Regions from separate parts of the Mus musculus genome. Here regions 2 and 3 are each linked to region 1. A link is a contact called in public HiChIP or PLAC-seq data. All regions are on one chromosome and are shown on one strand. Each heading gives the region's core, a stretch centred on a gene start, on an enhancer-like site or on the middle of the called end of the contact. The rest is flanking DNA. Distances are from core to core; before and after follow the strand shown.

Region 1 (3,821 bases), core at 260-2,759:
CCTTCTTGCCAAAACCTGATTTCCTGTTTCTAAGAAAAAAGCCTTTTAAATGCCCCTTAAAAAGAGGGGTCCCGAGGCAGCGAGAACATCAAAGAACTCTTAGAAAGTGGGTTTTGTTTAGTTAAGTGCACATGGATCAAAAAAAAAATCTGATTAAATTTCCCCTTTTAAGCGGCAAGGCATTTTACTGGACTCTAGGAAAAGGTTTGTGGGGAGCCCATATAGAGTCTTAGAGGCCCCAAGGAGCATTAGACTAGCCCAACATGCTCCCTGCAGATGAGGGGCCAGGCCAGGAGAAAGAATGTGCCTTAACTTGAGGAGTCACAGAAAGCCAGTGTCCAAAACATACCCGTCCTGGTATTTCCCAATAGTCTGATGTGAGTTCTCCTCTGGTTGGAAGTCAGGAGAGGATTTTGGAAGTCAAACATAATTGAAAGTTTAAAACATTCGCAAGGAAGCTAATATGTGTCTTGCTTTTGAGAAAGTATCAAAATCTAAAAATGCCAATAGCAAACCTTTCCTGGGAACTCATTTTGTACTTAGGACACACAGGGGGTGGGGGGAGCATTCACTCAATGTGCAAAGCAAATCCGTCCAATGGTTATGAAAGTACAGGGTTGCCAGAATAAAGAAATGTGGTCAGTTTTTGTCTTAGCATCCTCACAGGAGTCAGCTCTCTCTTGTCACCACATGGGTCCCAGAGATCAGAAGTCCAAGCATCATGACCCCTGAGACAGCACACTGGCCCTAGTTTAAATGTTATAATACACCTCAGCTGAGTGGTGGTGATGCATGCCTTGGATGCTCCAAGTGCATCCCAGCACTTGAGAGGCAGAGGCAGGAAGATCGCCTGCCTGAGGCCAACCTGGTCTACAGAGAGAGTTCCAAGATACCCAGGGCTACATAGAGAAACTCTGTCTCTAAATAAACCAAATAAAATAGTAAGGGTTTTTTGTTGTTGTTTTGTTTTTGTTTTTGTTTTTGTTTTTGTTTTTGTTTTTGTTTTTTAGATATCTCATATACCAAGGCACCCTGACACAAGCCTGGGAGAATCATACTGCATAAAGGAGACAATTGAATCTTAAAGAACTCAGGTCTCCAAAGAGCTTTCTGCCAGTTAGTGGAAGTACCAGCATCGGGACCTAGCTGTAATCTTGGGGATCCATTTTCTCTATTCACCAGCTTCACAGAGACCTTGTGAGGAGCAACCCAAAGCACACACACTGAAGACATCCTGTCAACGCTGTAAAGAATTTAACAGCCTTGAGAGGTTGTCATGTTGAGATCCAAGTTGTTCTGTTTTCCTAAAGTTCTGCTCTGGTTTTTAACAGCAGGATCCCAGAGCCAGGCAGTGACAAGAAGGCTGGGTCTCTCTGCTGAAAAACATTTTCCAAATAAAAGATTTGAGTGAGCACACGCTTGTTTTCCTTGGGCAAATCCCAACCACCCAAATGTTTAATTGGGTGGGAAAGTTTTGATTCTGCTGGTCATTATTGGAGGCAAATGAGGAACGTGGCGCCTTGCTCTCTGACCCCAGCGGGAGGAAGAAAGCCTGAGAACAAATTGGTGCTGTGCTGCCTCGCCATCCCGGAAGCGGCAATTAACTTTGAACTATATGTTGCTCCGTACATCGGCCACTGCTTTATATGGTCGTCGTCACGTGAGTGTTGCCTGCCACGTGTTCTCTGCTTTAGACTTAAGAGAATTCCGAGGGGAGTTTCCCTAGACTTTCCTTCAACAGAGGCAGTCATTTTCCTGAGGACACAAATGCTCCTCATCCGAGTCCGAATCCACCTTCCTCTTTCTCTTCACTACAGTGATTTATCCCAGTGTTATCGTTGAATTGTGTCCCTTCTGGGTTCCCTTTCCCTATATTGAAAAGTGGAGTGGTGGGAATAATGGCTTCTGGTAAAACAGCTCCCTCCCCACTTCCTATTGCAGTTACAAATTCCCCAACTTCTCTCAGCACATCAGAGAAGGACCTGTGCTCACTCGCTTCCTTGCTTCTTTCTTTCCTGAGGCTACACAGGTTTCCTCTCATTTTGATAGCATGTTCCCAGGCACTGGAAGATAGAGACACAGTTCCTGGTTACTATCAGTGCTCGTTCTCAGCTGTATCACAACGGCATCCCTCTCAAAATCCAACTAGGAAAATCAGTCTCAGGATTCTAGAAATGTTGCTCTCTTAGCTCACCAGCTAGGCCTCTTTTCCCTTAAAAATAACATACTGAAGAAGACGGAGATGTTGCTCACGACCCAGCCACGTGGAGACTCTTCAATGATAACTACGAAGTGTCTCTTCAGCAGGCAAAGAGAATAAAAACACTAGTCTTATACAAACTCTTAGGTTTTTCATAACTCATTAGTCTAGCTCCTGATCCCAAACACTGCTGAATAACCATATTCAAAAATAGCTTTCAAAGGAGTCAATTAAGGTCCAAGGGATCAGGATGTTTTTCAACATCAACTGTCTTCATAGAAGGTTGTGATGGTTGCAGACAAAAGGAAGCCTGAGAGAACACGAGGAGGAGAAGGCAGAGACGGCCATCCACAAGCCAACAGGAGAGGCAGCCCAGCCCACACCTCCATCTTGGATTTCTGGTCTCCTGAACTGGGTCAGAGGAATGTCCGTTTTGAAGTCACAAACTACCTCAGCTCTAAGAAACCTGGCTGACATGCCAACTGATGTGAGCGGACACTGATCTCTGTAGGGAAGAAAGTTTTGTATTTGCTAATGAAAGGAATAGCACATAAAACCATCACCACGCTCAGAGATTTTCTAGTCTGAAGGGAAACCAGGACTAGGTTTTTGACTGCGAGAAGCACAGAGCTACGAGGGTGCTGGTCCTCTGTGGCTGGCGTGTTCCAGCTAGGGAGCCAAAGCTTATGAATATCTCCTGTAAAATAATCGACCAAGTACTCAGGTGGGGGGTGCAGAGCCTAGGGGCACCCAAGAGCAATGAACCATTGAGTGAGAAAAGGGGTCAGGGGTCCTGCTGCAGAAGAGACCACCCAACTTGCTCTGAATGACAAGCAGTTGCTTCCTGGGCCATGGTGAGGACAGGCTATTCTAATCCTACCTGGGCCCTGAGTGACCCTGGCTAGCCGTGGCAAGTTCTGTGAAAAAAAGGAGTGGGTCAGAAGAAAGGCAGCTGGGACCAGGTGACAGGGAACGACAGCTGAGCAGAGGGACCTGCAGAGCTGAGCTTGCCCTCACACACAGATGCTAAAGGTCTCCAGCAGGATTCTGCTCATGTCTCCCCTCTCTCTCTTTCCCCAGACCTGGCCTTTCACAGTGATCTGTCTTCATTCTTAACACAACTTATTTCTCGTCACAACTGCACTGTTTATCAACAAGCTTCGGGCTTATCATTTATCAACAGGATAACTAGAAGTTTTCCAGAGGAGCAGACCTGTGAGCTAGTCCACACAGGGCCTTGAGCCAGGGACAAGTCATGTCCATTTTCAGTTCCTCAGTTTCTTCAGCTTTAAAACGAACCCTACTCACCTGTATTCATCCCCTTTCCTTCCTTTTATGACAGAACTGCCACTGGAGACTGTAATCGAAAGCTTCATTTGCAGTTAAATATGGTCATGTGACTAAGTCCAGTTCAGGATGTGTTAACTTTCAGAGGTCATGTCTTAGAGACATGCTCAGTACTTACCATGCCCACAGATCGTTTACCTCCTACTCCTCTTCTTCCTCTTCCTCCTTCTTCTTCTCCTCCTCCTCCCCCTCTTCCTCCTCCTCTTCTTCTTCTTCCTCCTTCTTCTTCTCTTCCTCCTCCCCCTCCCCTCCCCCTCCTCCTCCTCCTTCTCCT
Region 2 (3,935 bases), core at 779-3,278, 720 kb before region 1:
AAGCGCTTAACAGGTGCTCTTTATGTTGAGTGGGAATCCGCTCTAGTTTGTGTGTAGATGTTACGATTCTCACCCCCTGACGGTGCACGGCACGTCTGTTTATTTTCATTCCACACATTTGTTGGCAATGCTGGGAGGCATTTGTGCTCTCTACGTTTTGTTTTGAAAGGTACAACATTTCTAACTTTGTCGAGTGGGTGAGTTCCCAGCTGGAAAATGGTGCTGGCTCCTGTCACCTGCCTCCTAACTCAGAGCACAGATGGATAGGAAGAGCAAGGGCCTTAGAGCCTAAAGAAGTGGGTTCGTGCCTGTAATATCAGCCTGCTCTGGGAGATGTGGCAGAAAAAAAAAAATCACAGGTTTGGGGTCAAAACTGGACAAACTAGCAAGGTTCCATCTCAAAAATAAAAGAATCAAGAAGAGGGCTTGGAGACGTAGCTCAGTGGTAGAGCACTGGCTTAGCACACACAAGACTCTAGGTCCAACCGCTAATGCTGCAGACAAACAGGCAAAGCCAAGCAGGCTGTACTTCAGCTCTTTATGGCGGTGGCTCATGCCGGTCCTCGCTTCTCACTGAAGGTGACTACTTTACTCACATTGTTTTAAGACGATAGCGTCTGACACTAAGGATGAGGTTTTAAAAGGTGGGTAAAGTAGCTGGGTGTCAGAAATAGCTTTGCTGAGGACTCAGGTCAGACAGTGCACATAAATTTAAATAAGGCAAACACAAAAGATATCAACAGCAAAAGAGAAAACAGATGCAGCAGCCAGCCTTCTGTGACAGGAGGATGGCTTAGTTAACAGTGGCAGGATGGCTAAGTTAATGGAGGCACATCAGTTTAACAGAATGCTATGCAGACAATAAAGATATAAAACTTTAACTCTAGCATGCTCCCAGATTCCCAAGAAGGAAGACTGGAGGAAAGCAAGCGAGCACCAGTAGCAACGATCTTAACAGACAGGAGATGGCCTGTGCATCAGTCTGAATGCACACACAGTTTGTCTTTCCATTTCCCAATTCCATAACGAGCAGAAGTTGTTTTGAAAATTAATGCCAAAATATGGCACTCATAAAGGGGCGCAAGGAACCCCTCATTGGCCTAGAGAGCAATTAATGCTCTTTAAAATCCTTTATCTCTGTCTTTAAGCATTATTTGGGGGTGTGGGGTGTCAAAGTGCCATCTCAGGATCCAGCACTCATCTCTTCCAGTTACTGTTTGGAATAGAAAGCTGTGGCAGCAGCAGAGGGAGTACGGGAGTACTTGGTGCGCCCAAGCCAAGGTGTCCCTCTGAGAAATCACGCCACACGACAGACCTGACATAAGGAAGTTTATCATGGATGAAGGGAAAGGAACAGGGGTGGAAAGGGGTAGAGGCAGAGGAGGGAGGGCAAAGAAAGGTGGGGCACAGAAGGAGGGAGAGAGAAAGAGAGAGAGGGGAAGGGGGAGGGAGAGCGAGAGACTTTGTGGGAATGCATGGGAACACAGAGGGTATGGGGGAAGTTAGAGAGAAAGAGAGGTCGGGGTATGGAGCAGCCATCTTCATTCTCTTTCTATGCTGCCATTCCTGGCTCGCACTTGACCGGCAGGCAATTGCTGCACCTGACTCTCAATTGGCCAGCAACGGTGTTGGTGATGCTGTAAACTGTTGCTAGGCCGTTGTTGGGAGGAGCCTAGCAGAATTGTCTGTAAGCCAATCGGGATTTGACTGGGTTCGAAGAAAAAAGCTTGAACAGTATAGTAAAGCTGGTCCCTAGGAATTGCCTGGGCTCAAGCTACCAATTGGATGTGCTGATATGATCTTAAAAACAAAGCCAAAGCCAAACCAAAACAACAACAAACCGCAAACAAACAAAAAATACCTCAAACAAACCAAAGTACCCAACACCCCGTTTAACATGTCACCCGGGAAGTAGGACAATGAGAAAGTGACCTCAAGGAAAAAAAAACTTCACTAGTTGAGGGAAGTTAGCTGTTCCCAGCATACCAGAACAGGGCAGGTGGCCAGAGGAATGCTTGTGGCCTAAAATACCAGTGGGTGATCTGGGGACAAATGAACCTCATGGGTACAGTTTCCAAAGTTAGGTCTCTGATAGCAGTGCCACGGACTTCCTCTCAGACAGCTGTTGGTACCCTTTCTGAGGGACAGTAGGAGAGGGTGGGGAGGAGAGTGTTCTAGAGTTGCCCTGCTTTCCCCTCAGCAGCAATGGCAGAAAGCTAAGGCCCTGGTGAGCCCGTTCTGAGAACGTCATGTTCTCTGCTCCCTTCTCAGGTTGTTCCCAGCATGTCAGAGTGAGCAACTCAAGGTAGGACTCGGTGAGAACAAAAAGACACAGGATTTACGGTGTGCAACGAGCTTTTTGTTATCTTGGAGAACACTTAAGATCTGGCCAAGATCATTGAGGCAGCAAGGCAGGCTTAAAACCAAGGAATCTAAAGCCGAGGGCAAGAACCAGTGACTGTTGAGTCCCAAACCTCCCCATGGACTCCTGCCAAAGGCATGGTCCGTGGATCTGCTCAGCGTGTGCCAAGTGCCAGGCTCTGAAGAAACTTGGATATGCTATTTCATCTGCTAGGGCCGGATGATGTTTTGCCTAAATTAGCGGCTCTCAACCTGGGGGTGACAACCGACTTGGGGATCGACTGACCCTTTCAGAAGGGTTGAATATCAGATATCCTACATATCAGATAGTTACATTGCAATTTATAACATTAGCAAAGTTACAGTTGCTAAGTGGCATTGGTTGAGGGGTCACCACAACATGAGGAACTGTATTAAAGGGTCACAGCACTAGGAAAGTTGAAAATCACTGCTCTAAAGCCTTGTGCTGAGGGTCTCATCTCCAGGGTTTCCATATTTGTCCCTTATTCAGTATGACTGGTGTCTTGTAAGAAAGGGCAACTGGCTTATGTTGTTAGTTCCAGCTCAAGAAGAAGAGGCAGGAAGACCTCTGTACATTAAAGGACAGTCTGGTCTAAGCCATCCAGAGCTGTCTCAAAAACAAAATAAACCAAAACCAAAACCAAACAACAACAACAACAAAATCAATAAGTGTGTGTTCTGTCTTGACCACAGACTTCCAGCCCCAGGGGCTGTGAGAGCGTGTGTTTCTGTGATTTAAGTCACTAGGCTGTGGCACCTGGCTATGGCAACCTTAGAATACACTGTTCTACCTGTTGCCTTGATGGCAAGGAACTGGCTTCAAGTGACAAAGAGAAAGCAGCTGCCAGGAGTGGTGACATAGCTTGGCCCAGGGGTAACAGTTAATGAGACTTGATTAGAAGCCAGTTCTCCTTGGCTGGGAAACCTGGGACTTGAACTTTGCTCTGAGAAGTAAGAGCATTTAAGTGAATGTTGCTGGGCAAACTGCAAATGCTCGCTGAATGAACATGACGTGCCTTGTTTTTGCGGTGGCAGAGGTCAGTCCCTTCATAGAGAACTGCAGACAAAGCCTGGCCCTCAGAGAGAGAATCTTGCCATACTCTGCCCTCCAATATCGGAGGCCTATCTTCCAGCTAGAAAAAGGTGTTTTGTTTTGTTTTGTTTTGTTTTGTTTTGTTTTGTTTTGTTTTGAGGCAGGATTTTTCTGGGTAGCCCTGGCTGTCCTGAGACTCACTCTATAGACCAGACAGGCCTCTGCCTCCTGAGTGTTGGAATTAAAGGTGTGCACCACCACTGCCCAGCTTTGAGAAGGGTTTTGTTTTGTTTTGTTTTGTTTTGTTTTGTTTTGTTTTGTTTTGTTTTGTTTTGTTTTTATCTAACAGGACACTGTGGGGCTGAAAGCAGGGCAAACAAACCTGTTTATTTCCACTTACCTCAAGGAAAGGTTTGACGGCCGGCAAAGGTCTCTCCCAGGCTTTGAATGCTAGGTTACACATCCTGTACCATCCTGGTGACTCTGCTCTCAGGTTCCAGGTGATATCTCCGGGAACTTC
Region 3 (3,957 bases), core at 1,191-3,690, 750 kb before region 1:
GTTGTCCTTTATAAGACTTGCCTTGGCCATGGTGTCTGTTCACAGCAGTAAAACCCTAACTAAGACACCTACCTAATGTGGCAGTAGCTCATGGAGTCTTCCCCACTCAACCTACAACAGCCGTTCTCAAACTTTAGGTCTTGACCCCTTTGGGAGTTGGAATAATCTTTTCCCAGGGATATAGTCTAAGACCATCAGAAAATACAAATATTTATATCATGATTCATAACAGTAGCAAAATTACAGTTATAAAGTAACAATGAAAATAATTTTGTGGTTGGGGGGGTCACCATATTACGGGGTCTCAGTATTAGGAAGGTTGAGACCCACTGCCCTAGATGGATTCTACACTATTCTCTGAAAGAAGGAATGCAGCATGAGACCCAGACGATGGCTCAAGCAGCCAGGTCTCCCTCCTCTGCTTGTTACTTTTAGATGGTGTTCATGTCCAGTCACATCTGGACTGGGCTGTCTCTGCTTCTGCCACACCTGTGCAATAAGGCCTCCATAAAATAAGCCAAAGGATGTGCCTGAAGGCCTTCAAATTGCTGAACATGGGAGGTTTGTGGAGGGCGGCACGTCCAGAGAGAACTACAAGTATTATCCCCGAGCTCTATGAGCCATTTGATGAGTTAATCCAACCAGAGGAGGCGGCTGTGGGAACAGAGATCCTGCATAACAGCTCCTCAGGAGGTCCTGGACTTGGGACTGGGGCTTTAGGCCGATAATCTTTGGTACTGAGCCCTCTATTTGTTGGATCTGGCATTGTGAGTTGGAAGACAGTGTCTAGACAATTCAATTAAAGGACTCCCAGTGGTGCTTCAGACTTCTTGCTTGCTTACAGATGGAGAAAAATCCTTATCACTGATAAGGTCCTGACGCCTTTGATTCTGGTGCAGGGCAAGGAAGTATGCATTGTGTTCCAACACAGTGTGAGACCTAGCCTATAAGACTGGCTCTATAGTCACCCCCTGGGCTCTTCTCCTGGTCTTCAGTTGCTTCTCCTACTCTCCAGATAAGGTGTCCAGAAACATAGACCACACTTCTCTCATTCTTTGTTGTTGCCTTATGTCTTAGAATGGTGCCTACCACATAGTGGACAAGCAATGCTGTAAAAAGCGCTCCCAGTTGGCACTGAATTCATTCTTTGCAATAACTTAAACTAATAATGAAGGCTTTGGCCAACTTAAGGGCTTATATTACAACTTAATGGGCTAATATTACAGCATTTTTACAGAATTGTTCCTCTGAAGGTGGATGAAGATTATTGGCATGGTTATCCAAAACACAGGGATTGAGAGCTGCGAAGTAACTGGGAAAAGAGGCATAGCGAGTCAAAAGAGACGGTTCGCCTTGGTCTCGTTCTTGTTTCAATTTCCTCTTAAAGATGAGGGAGATGAGATAATATTTGTCTGCTGAGCAAACTGACTCAGAGACGGGAAAGTAATGTTTAAAAGCCCTATGGTTATTCCACCCATGAAAATAATGCTGAGATTGCACCAGAGGAAAGCAGGGGGTTCCAGGAGTGGGGCGGGGGTGGAGGGCAGGTTTGCAGTGGGTGAGGAAGAGTTTCTGAAGTTCTGGTCTAATTGATTGCATCCATGTCTGCAATCAAACAAGAACAAGATGAGCAACGGCGGAGAAGAGGGTTTTGGAGGTTGAGAACAAGGACCATGGAACACAGTAGCTCCGAGTAGCAAGAGAGAAAGCTCTGTAAAGTTGGACTATTTGATAGCATGAGGACCCACTCTGCCGTGGTCTGGAGAATCTGTTGGTAATAGTCGGCAAATCCGCGTGCCTTCTGCTCGTTGTCCTTCAGATTCAGGTGACAATGGATAGAGGAACTGGACTGACCAGCTTTGTGTGTGACAGGTACACTCGCCCATTAGATTGTGGCAGCGGGTGGACCTGAAGCTGCAAAAGGAGAGGGATAGAGGGATGGAAAGAGGTCGTGACAGGGCTGTTTCTGAGGCCCTGGGCAGAGTACTTATTTCTCTATCGTCGGTTTTAATAAACACAGATTCCCCTAAGAACATCTGACTTTCCTTTTGTTTTCTTTTCCCTGCAATAGGCTCGCGTGGCACTTCTTACTGTGTGAGGACCCAGCATTTCGGGCAGTTCCTGACGCCTTGGCTCTCTGCCTTCTCCCACCTAGAGAACCTCTCTTTCCCTAGGAAGACCGCTGGGATCCCTGGGCTGCAGGGATCCTCCCGTCGCCCTGAGTGCCTGTCTGTCCTAGGCCTGTGTCCTGCCAGGCTGCCAGGTGGACAGAGAAGCCTTTATTGTCCTCGACTGCTTGGATCTCATCCTGGGCTTCTGAGTTCGGCCGCGTGACTTTAGAATGCAAATACAGTCTGCTTTTGTAGCAGTGTCTTTGTCTGGGGTGCAATCACAGCTGAGGGGATTTTGCACAAGAGCTCCAGCTCCTCCTTTTCGCGGCTTGAGAAAGGCAGGGCGTGGAGACCGCCTAGTGGGCGGGCGGGCGGAACAGGCTCCGCCCAAGGCCATGGGGGTAGCTAGTGGTGTCCCTCAGTCGCTGCCAGGATGGTTGAAGCTTAATATCTTTGTGCCTGGTAGTTTATTATGGGGGTATGCCTGGTCGGTGGAGTTTGGCATTTCCAAGCGGATCGACTCCGTTGCATGCATTTTACCAACACGGTATTCTTATTTTCAGCCACACCTCACGTTTCTGGAAAGACAACTCCCAGCCCTTTCCTGTGTCTGTTCCAGCAATCGGATTAATGTTCCTCCTCAGATGCCCGTGATTCACATATTGCTGTCTCTTTTTAGTCGAAGCAATCGAGACTTGGAGGCTTGAAGTGGCTTATCCAACATCACCAAGATAGTGGGAGCCAAAGTTCAAAATGGACCCCATCTGCCTTCCTTACTCTTAACCTTTTATATTAATCCATCCATGCCATGCCCTCTAGAAGTGCTCAGTGTGGAGGATTAGGGAGACAGCAAGGCAAACAAAGGATAGGTCAAAGTAGGAAGGTAAGTATGTATATGATTCGGAGAAATCCACTAAGGAAATCGACTTTCCCTGGCCACACGTGGTTCAACCCCAGAAGGAACAGGTGCAAAGGGGCAGAGGTCCCGGTACCCACAGAATATAGGAACTAGAAGGCCCTTGGGGAGGGCTCACCCCTTCATTTTACTAAGAAATAAGTGGAGACCAGCGAGGCTTACTAATTATTTAAGATCACAGCATAAGAATGTCGTGAGACTGGGGCTGGACCTCGGGCATCAGGTGTACTGCCCTTTCCCCTGGGCTCTGTCTAGTGGTGTTTGTTTTTTGATATCTCATTAAGACTTGACTTTCTATATTTTTAAATTTTAAAAATAGTTGTCATTGCTTAGGTAAATAAACCTCTCCTCCCCTCTCTCCCCCCCGCCTCTCTCTCTCTCTCTCTCTCTCTCTCTCTCTCTCTCTCTCACACACACACACACACACACACACACACACACACACACACACACACACCAAACTTGTTGAGAAGAAGTTCAATCGGAGGTGGAGAGGGGTAAAAGGAAAATGAGGGTGAATATGATCAAAGCCCATTATATATATATGTGTGAAACTGTGAGAGAATTGGGAATATAGAAGTTCCTTTTTTCTTACTAATAATGGTCACCCCTATGAAAGTGATTTTCCCTTAGCACTTAAAAATGGGCCTTCGTGTATTTTAGAATCCTTTGTTCTTTGTGGTAATAAGTCAACTAAACAGGCACTATTTACAGAGGAGAAAACAGAGACACAGAGAAGCATCTTTCCTAAGCTCCATCTGCACGTTGGAGCCTAGAGCTTGTGCATTCCTGCTCTGCTATAGAGCCAAGGAAGTGAAGAAAGGAGGGGTCCCAGAGGGCATTTAGGACTTAAGATCACAAAGCAAGGGATTGGTGAACACTGGGTACAGAAATCTGAATTCTAGTATTCACCTAAGGAACTGGCTGTAG

Evidence for each region. HiChIP or PLAC-seq counts read pairs in DNA pulled down with a chosen protein or histone mark.
Region 2: an H3K27ac HiChIP or PLAC-seq map of heart atrium shows a contact between it and region 1, with 4 times the contacts expected there. The contact joins two enhancer-like sites. A contact is called at or near these places in 1 of 115 datasets of contacts at active chromatin or transcription factors (heart atrium) and 1 of 9 other capture datasets (embryonic stem cells).
Region 3: a contact with region 1 is called in an H3K27ac HiChIP or PLAC-seq map of heart atrium, with 7 times the contacts expected there. The contact joins two enhancer-like sites. A contact is called at or near these places in 3 of 115 datasets of contacts at active chromatin or transcription factors (fibro-adipogenic progenitors, forebrain and heart atrium).

The regions. Positions count from the first base shown.
Region 1 is chr4:105,993,077-105,996,897 of GRCm38.p6, forward strand. No RefSeq gene overlaps it. Among named protein-coding and RNA genes, the nearest start is that of Gm30266, 54 kb to the right of the region's middle. Within about 2 kb of position 1,510, at least 9 of the 459 cell types and tissues checked have an H3K27ac peak or open chromatin away from gene starts, as enhancers often do. A contact at or near this core is called in heart atrium, where this site is marked.
Region 2 is chr4:105,276,718-105,280,652 of GRCm38.p6, forward strand. No RefSeq gene overlaps it. Among named protein-coding and RNA genes, the nearest start is that of Gm40217, 40 kb to the right of the region's middle. Within about 2 kb of position 2,029, at least 34 of the 459 cell types and tissues checked have an H3K27ac peak or open chromatin away from gene starts, as enhancers often do. A contact at or near this core is called in heart atrium, where this site is marked.
Region 3 is chr4:105,243,396-105,247,352 of GRCm38.p6, forward strand. No RefSeq gene overlaps it. Among named protein-coding and RNA genes, the nearest start is that of Gm40217, 74 kb to the right of the region's middle. Within about 2 kb of position 2,441, at least 139 of the 459 cell types and tissues checked have an H3K27ac peak or open chromatin away from gene starts, as enhancers often do. A contact at or near this core is called in heart atrium, where this site is marked.